Regions from separate parts of the Oryctolagus cuniculus genome. Here region 2 is linked to region 1. The links are chromatin contacts, called in public Micro-C maps. All regions are on one chromosome and are shown on one strand. The core of a region is the stretch at or near the end of the contact, and the rest is flanking DNA. Distances in the headings are between cores, read along the strand shown.

What was found. A called contact is a pair of places that touch in the nucleus more often than the background predicts.
Region 2: a contact with region 1 is called in a Micro-C map of ear pinna, with 2.3 times the contacts expected there. The contact joins the promoter of PIAS1 here to the enhancer-like site in region 1. A contact is called at or near these places in 2 of 6 Hi-C or Micro-C datasets (ear pinna and an unstated tissue).

Annotation. Positions count from the first base shown.
Region 1 is chr12:90,636,539-90,639,740 of mOryCun1.1, forward strand. No RefSeq gene overlaps it. Among named protein-coding and RNA genes, the nearest start is that of SKOR1, 38 kb to the left of the region's middle. Within about 2 kb of position 1,698, at least 4 of the 8 cell types and tissues checked have an H3K27ac peak or open chromatin away from gene starts, as enhancers often do. A contact at or near this core is called in ear pinna, where this site is marked.
Region 2 is chr12:90,821,214-90,824,415 of mOryCun1.1, forward strand. PIAS1 (protein inhibitor of activated STAT 1) reads left to right here and starts at 1,476. Exons shown (of 14, transcript XM_008268843.4): 1 at 1,476-1,586. The coding sequence starts at 1,563.

The DNA of each region.
Region 1 (3,202 bases), core at 448-2,947:
GGACTGCGAGCCAAACACTCCCCTGGTCTGCACAAATTACCCAGTCTGTGCTCACAGCAACACAAAATGCACTGGGACAGGTTGTTATTTTTTGAGTTTTAAAGAGTTCCTTGTATATTTTGGATACAAGGATACAACTACTTTAATCAGCTCTGTGCTTGTAAATATCCTCTCCAGGCTATGGCTTTTTCATTCTCATAACACTATCTTTTGCAGAACAGAAGTTTTTAATTTCTATAAAGTCCAACTTATCGAAATTTTTCTTTCACGAAACATGCTTTTAATGCTGCATCTAAAAATGTATAGCCAAACCCAAAGTCACTTAGCTTGTTCTCTCCCTTTCTCCTGGAAGTTTTACAGTTTTGCATTAAACATTTAGGCTGGCAACCCACTTCTATTTATGGATTTGTTTATTTATGAGACAGAGACAGATATGCAGAGGAAACGCTCCTGGTCTACTCCCCAGGTGCCCACACCGGCTGGGCCTGAGTGGGGCCTCCCCCACGAACAGAAGGAACTCGACTCCTGGAGCCACCATTCTGCTCCCGGGGTGTGCCCTGGCAGAGGCTGGAGTGAGGAGCCGGGGCCAGGCATCAGATCCAGCACTGCAAAGTGGGATGCAGGGATGTTCACCAGCATCTTAACCACTACGCCGTGTGTCCACCCTGACAATCCACTTTTTTTAAAAAAGCATCATTTTTACAATTGGCGCTTACAAGTGGTACATACTTATGGGATATTATATGATGGTTCAATGCACATATACACTGCATACTGTATGAATCAGGTAAACATATCTATCACTTCGAATGTCTATCATTTGTTTTTGATCGCCAAACTGACTTCTCCTGGCTCTCTGGAACTTCCTCAGAGGTGTGAAGCCTGGGTCTAAATTTCTTGTTTAATGTCGTCAGTCATTCCAGTGCCATATGTTGAAGAGCTCGGTCTTTTTCCATTGAATTGTTTTTGCTCCTTTGTCAAAGATCATTTGCCGGCCGGCGCCGTGGCTCACTAGGCTAATCCTCCACCTGCGGTGCCGGTATCCCAGGTTCTAGTCCTGGTTGGGGCGCCGGATTCTGTCCCGGTTGCTGCTCTTCCAGTCCAGCTCTCTGCTGTGGCCAGGGAGTGCAGTGGAGGATGGCCCAAGTGCTTGGGCCCTGCACCCCATGGGAGACCAGGAGGAAGCACCTGGCTCCTGGCTTCGGATCAGCGCAACGCACCGGCCGTAGCGGCCATTTGGGGGGTGAACCAATGGAAGGAAGACCTTTCTCTCTGTCTCTCTCTCACTCACACTATCTAACTCTGCTTGTCAAAAAAAAAAAAAAATCAGTTGCCTATTCCTGAATTAAGTTATACCTCACTAATACTGACAAAATAAAAAAAAAAAGCGTGCCCATAAAACTTGAAAAATACATATTTCCTAAAAATACAGACAAATCACGTACTGTGAACACAGTGGGGTTGTGCCACGGTGTATGAAGGTGTGGAATGGATACAGAAGAATGGATAAATGAATGAATGATCAGAAGAAGTGAGGGGTCTTGGACAGGCCAGTGATGACAGTTTTGGCAGACTGACAGTGGCTATGAAAATCTCTCCTGGGCCACTTCGATAGAAACTACATTTCCCAGCCTTCCTTTCTACTCTGTGTGACCATGTGACCACACTGTCACCAATGAGCTGTGAGCAGACGTGATTATGCAACTTCCATGCCATTTTCTTAAAGATGCGCACTCTGAGCTCTGTCCTCGCCTGCTCACTCAGGGTCGCGATGGGAGCAGCCATGGATCCGAAACCCTGCACTGAGGACAGTGCACCTGCCTCGCTCGATGGGAGCCCGCACGACGGTGAGAAGCCACGCACGACGTGGAGGAAGCGAGAGCCTCCTCTCTCGAGGCAGTTTTCTGCACCAGCCCTGTGCTAACTGGCAGAGCGGGGATAACGAAAAGGGCTGAGTGAGATCAGGAATTGTTCTGCCCCCCAAAAAACCCCTTCCCGCCCAACCCTCCCAAGATCCTCACTCTACAAGGCTCTGACAACACTTGTTGGCCTGGTGCCCTGGAGGCCTGCCCGTGTATTCTGGAACGGCCTGCATTGGTATTTATGGCATTCTCTGGCCAAAGGGCACGTATCCAAGTTCTGTTTCTGGTCCAAAAGACAAGAGTGAGCAGCCCCCTCCTACCCGCCCCTCCACCCCCACCCCCACCCCCACCCCGCACACACATGGATTCTGGGCATACAAAGGAGAGGCGGGCAGTCTTACACAGGTGGGAGGCTTAGCCTGCACATTCGGCTAACACAAACATGTCCATCCTTCATCATCGTATTCCTTAAAAAAAAAAAAAAGGCATTTATTTGAAAGGCAGAGTGACAGAGAAAAGGGAGAGCCAGAGGGAGAGAGATCTTTCATTTGATGATTCACTCCCCAAATGCCCCCAACAGCCATTGCTGAGCCAGGCTGAAGCCAGAAGCCAGGAACCTCATCCAGGTCTCCCACGTGGGTGGTGGGGCCAAGCACTTGGGCCATCACCTGCTGCCTCCCAGGCGCATTAGCAGGGAGCTGGATCAGAAGCAGAGTCGCAGAAACTCTAAGTAGCACTCTGGTATGAGATGCAGGGATCCCAAGTAGCACCATAATACCCAGTCCCACAGCTGGTGCTGTGCTGTCGCAGATTAAGCAACCTGTGGTGCCAGCACCCCATAAGGGTGCCAGGTGCTCCACTTCTGATCCAGCTCCCTGTTAATGGGTCTGGGAAAGCAGTGGAGGATGGCCCAAGTCTTTGGGCCCCTGTACCTGTGTGGGAGACCCGGAGGAAGCTCCTGGCTCCTGGCTTCAGATCAGCCCAGCTCCAGCCGTTGTGGCCATCTGGGGAGTAAACCAGCAGATGGAAGACCTCTCTCTCTCTGACTCTCCCACTCTCTTTCTCTCTCTCTGTAACTCTACTTTTCAAATAAATAAATCTTTAAAATGTATATACTTATTAAGATGATATGATCGTACCCAATTTTTAAATTAATTTTAAAATTTACTTGAAAGGTAGAAAGACAGAGATACAGAGATCTCCTCACATGACCACAACAGCCAGGGCTGTGCCAGCCTGAAGCCAGAACCAGCACCTGAACCCAGGTCTCTGGAAGGGGTGGCAGGGGCTTGAGCCATCACCTGCTGCCTCCTAGGGTGTGCATTAGCGGGAAGCTGGAG
Region 2 (3,202 bases), core at 226-2,725, 180 kb after region 1:
GGCTGAAGCCAGGAGCCTGTAACTCCATCTGGGTCTCCCATGAGGGTGGCAGGGGCCCAAGCACTTGGGCCATCCTCTGCTGCCTTCCCAGGGCGTTAGCAGACAGCTGGATCAAAGTGGCACAGCTCAGACTCAAACCAGAGCCCATATGGTGTGCTGGCATCACAGGCAACGGCTTAACTCACTGGGGCACAAGGCTGGCCCCATAACTGAGATCTTTTATTTTTTCCCATGAGGTATGAGGCAAACTTGCATCGTAAAAAGTAGGGGGTTGGTGGGGAGGGTATAGGAGGAAAGGGTGTGAAATAATCTTCAAATCTAATTCAGTGTCAATGCAGTGGAGAAAGTCCTTCCAGGATTTCAGTCCATCTCCCAAATCCTCTTCCTCTCTCACTAGTTCTCGTTCCCACCACCACTGGTAATGTATCCTTACTTGTTCCCTTGTCTGTACACCAGACAGGGGCAGGAGGGCCAACCTCCCCTAACCTCCCAGTGCGTGTGTAGCCCTAGGGCAGGGCCGGCTAATGACTGCATATCTCCACACTCTGTTTTAGGGCGCCCCTGTTAAGTCTTAGTTATTTGGGCAATTCATCCTTCTCCAGATTTCCGTTTCTGAATACAGTTGTCCGAATTCAAGGTTCTGCACCTGCGGAGTCAACTAATCAGGATGGGAAACATTTAGGAGAAAAAACTGAGCCTGTAACGGACTGTGTGTGTGTGTGTGTGTGTGTGTTTTGCCTTTATTCTTTGAGCAATACAGTACAGCAATTTTTTAAAAATTTATTTGACAGGTAGAGTTACAGACAGTGAGAGAGAGAGAGAGAGAAATTACAGCAACTATTCACCCATCATTCACATTGGGTTAGGCATTAAAAATATTCCAGAGAGGAGTAAAGCATGCAGGAGGCTGGGCAGAGGTTCTGTGCAAATTCCATGCCATGTTCCACGAGGGGCTTGATCTTTTGCGGATTTGGGAATTCTGGGGGGACCAGAAGCCAATCTCCTGCGGACACCGGGGGGTGGAGGGGAGATGTAGGAGTGGCAGGAATACAATCTCTTCCTTGCCTCCCTCACCCTGTTATTAGGAGGAGGATCTGAGCCAGTAAAGGCTTCATTAAATGTTCCTCAAATGTAACAGACTGCAGGTAACAGGTGCTGGAAGAGCCTAGCAAATCGGAGCAGGAGGCATTATTGTCCCTGGGGCAGCGGGCTTTGAAGCTTTGCACAGGGCTGCAATGCGAGGCCCAGACCAGCGTCCCCCTTTGCTCCGGCCTTCCCTGGAGGCGCTGGACTGGCGAGGGCAGGGGGGCGGGAAGCCGAGGGGGGAGTAACTGTCAAACCTCGCCGCTTGGCGCCATTATTTAAATAGTACGTGCCTGTCTCGCAGCTGTACGTGCCCGGGGCGGGGCTCCGAGCGCCAGGAGAGGGGCGGAGGCCGGGGGCGGGCCGGGAAGGCCGAGGGGCGGGCCGGGGCGGGCCGGGGCGGGGCCAGGCCGGCAGCAGGGGAGGGTCTAGCGGCGGCCCCCGGCGAGGTTCACTGCGCTTGCGCTGATAGACGCAAGATGGCGGACAGTGCGGAACTAAAGGTAAAGCGCAGCTCGAATTCACTTCTAATATTCGGCCGCGGAGACGGCGCCGCTGGTGCCGGGGGGGATGGGTCCGGCCCTGGGGGGCCGCTCGGGCCTGACTCTACCCGGGCCTGGAGTTGTAGGGAGGAGAGGCGCGCCCGGCCCCAGCAGAGGTGGCCAGCTGCGGCGGGCCGCGGGCCCCGGGTGCCTCGGGGGCGCTGACGGGTCGTCCCCGGCGTGTTATTGTTGTGGGCGCCTCTGGCGGGGGTGGCGGGGGAAGAGAGAGGGAGTCGGGAGGTGGGGGCTGCGGCTGTCCCCGGGGCTCGGCTTCCTCGCCTCCCAGGCAGCCTCCCCGCCCCCCCATCCCCAAGGGGAGCTGGGACTGGGGGCAGGGTGTGCTTGTCGGGGGGATTGGGAAAGCTCCCCGCCGTCGCTTCCTCTTCCTCCTTTGCAGTCCCGGGCTCCTGTCAGGCGCTTTCCACAGACCCCCGGGAACTTGGCTCCGGCCGCCCCGCCCCTCCGCGGATCCCTGGCGCCCCCGCCCCGCGCTGGGCTCTCGGCGGCTGCCCGCCTGTCAGGAGGCGCCCGGGGTGCCCGGCGTGCGGGGCGACCGGGTGGGAGGGTCGGGGGAGAAGCTGTGGTAAAGTTTCGCGAGCCCCGGCCGGCGTCGGGGTTCGGCCGTCGGGCGCCGAGGGGGGACCCGCCTGGGCGGGACGTTAACTCTTCGCTCTCGTTGCTGGCAGTGGGGGCGAAGCCTCCCACCCCCCGCGAAGAGCGGGCGTGTGGACGCGGTGGCGGGTGGTGGGATGCGGCTGCCTGCTCCGGCTCCGGCTGGCGCCGAGGGCGAGGGGAGCCTTTGGGGGTCTCTGCACACACCATGATGGCGATGCTATGGCTGATGGAGGTGAATGGTTCGTGTTTATATCCCCCCGTTGCCTTTTGTTTGTAGGGACATCTCGCTGGCCATGTTGATTTGAACGGCATTCGCCTCCCTCCTCCTCCTCCAACCCCCCACAAATAGAACGCTCCCCGGTTCCTCTCAACTGTACGGATTACTCACGCCTCGCGAAATTGGATGAAAGGGGGCCCCCTTCTCCCCGCTTTTTCTCCCACCCCAGTCGTTACCTGATGATGGCTTCTTTACCGAAGCCGATAAACCACGACACAAGCAGTTGGGGGAGGCGGTGGAGCCCTTATGATTGGATTGTGACAAATGGGGCTCCGGTTGGATAATTTTGGCTTAGTAGCAAGCAGTTCTTAACTAACGCGTATTATTTCGAGGCTCTGATCGCGATATTCCCTCCTTGGTGGCTTCCCGTGTGTGAACCGAACAGCTGGTTCCATCCCGACCCAGAGAGCTGACATCTCTGTCAGTGGAGGGGGGGGGGCGTATATGCAACTGTGCCCGTTTGGGGAACGTCTTTCTGTAATTCATAAAAAGTATTTCGAATTTTTTTCTCTTATAATGAAGCAACTTGTGGAGCAACCAAACACTAGGTTAATTTCTGGACAGTCTTTCTATGGGAAAGCCTCACGGGAACATCTTTTTTTCTGAATAACTCTACATTGCTAACATTCCAAGATTTGTATGGTGAAGTGTTGGCTTTGAGTGTCACTCTTTTTAAATGGACTTC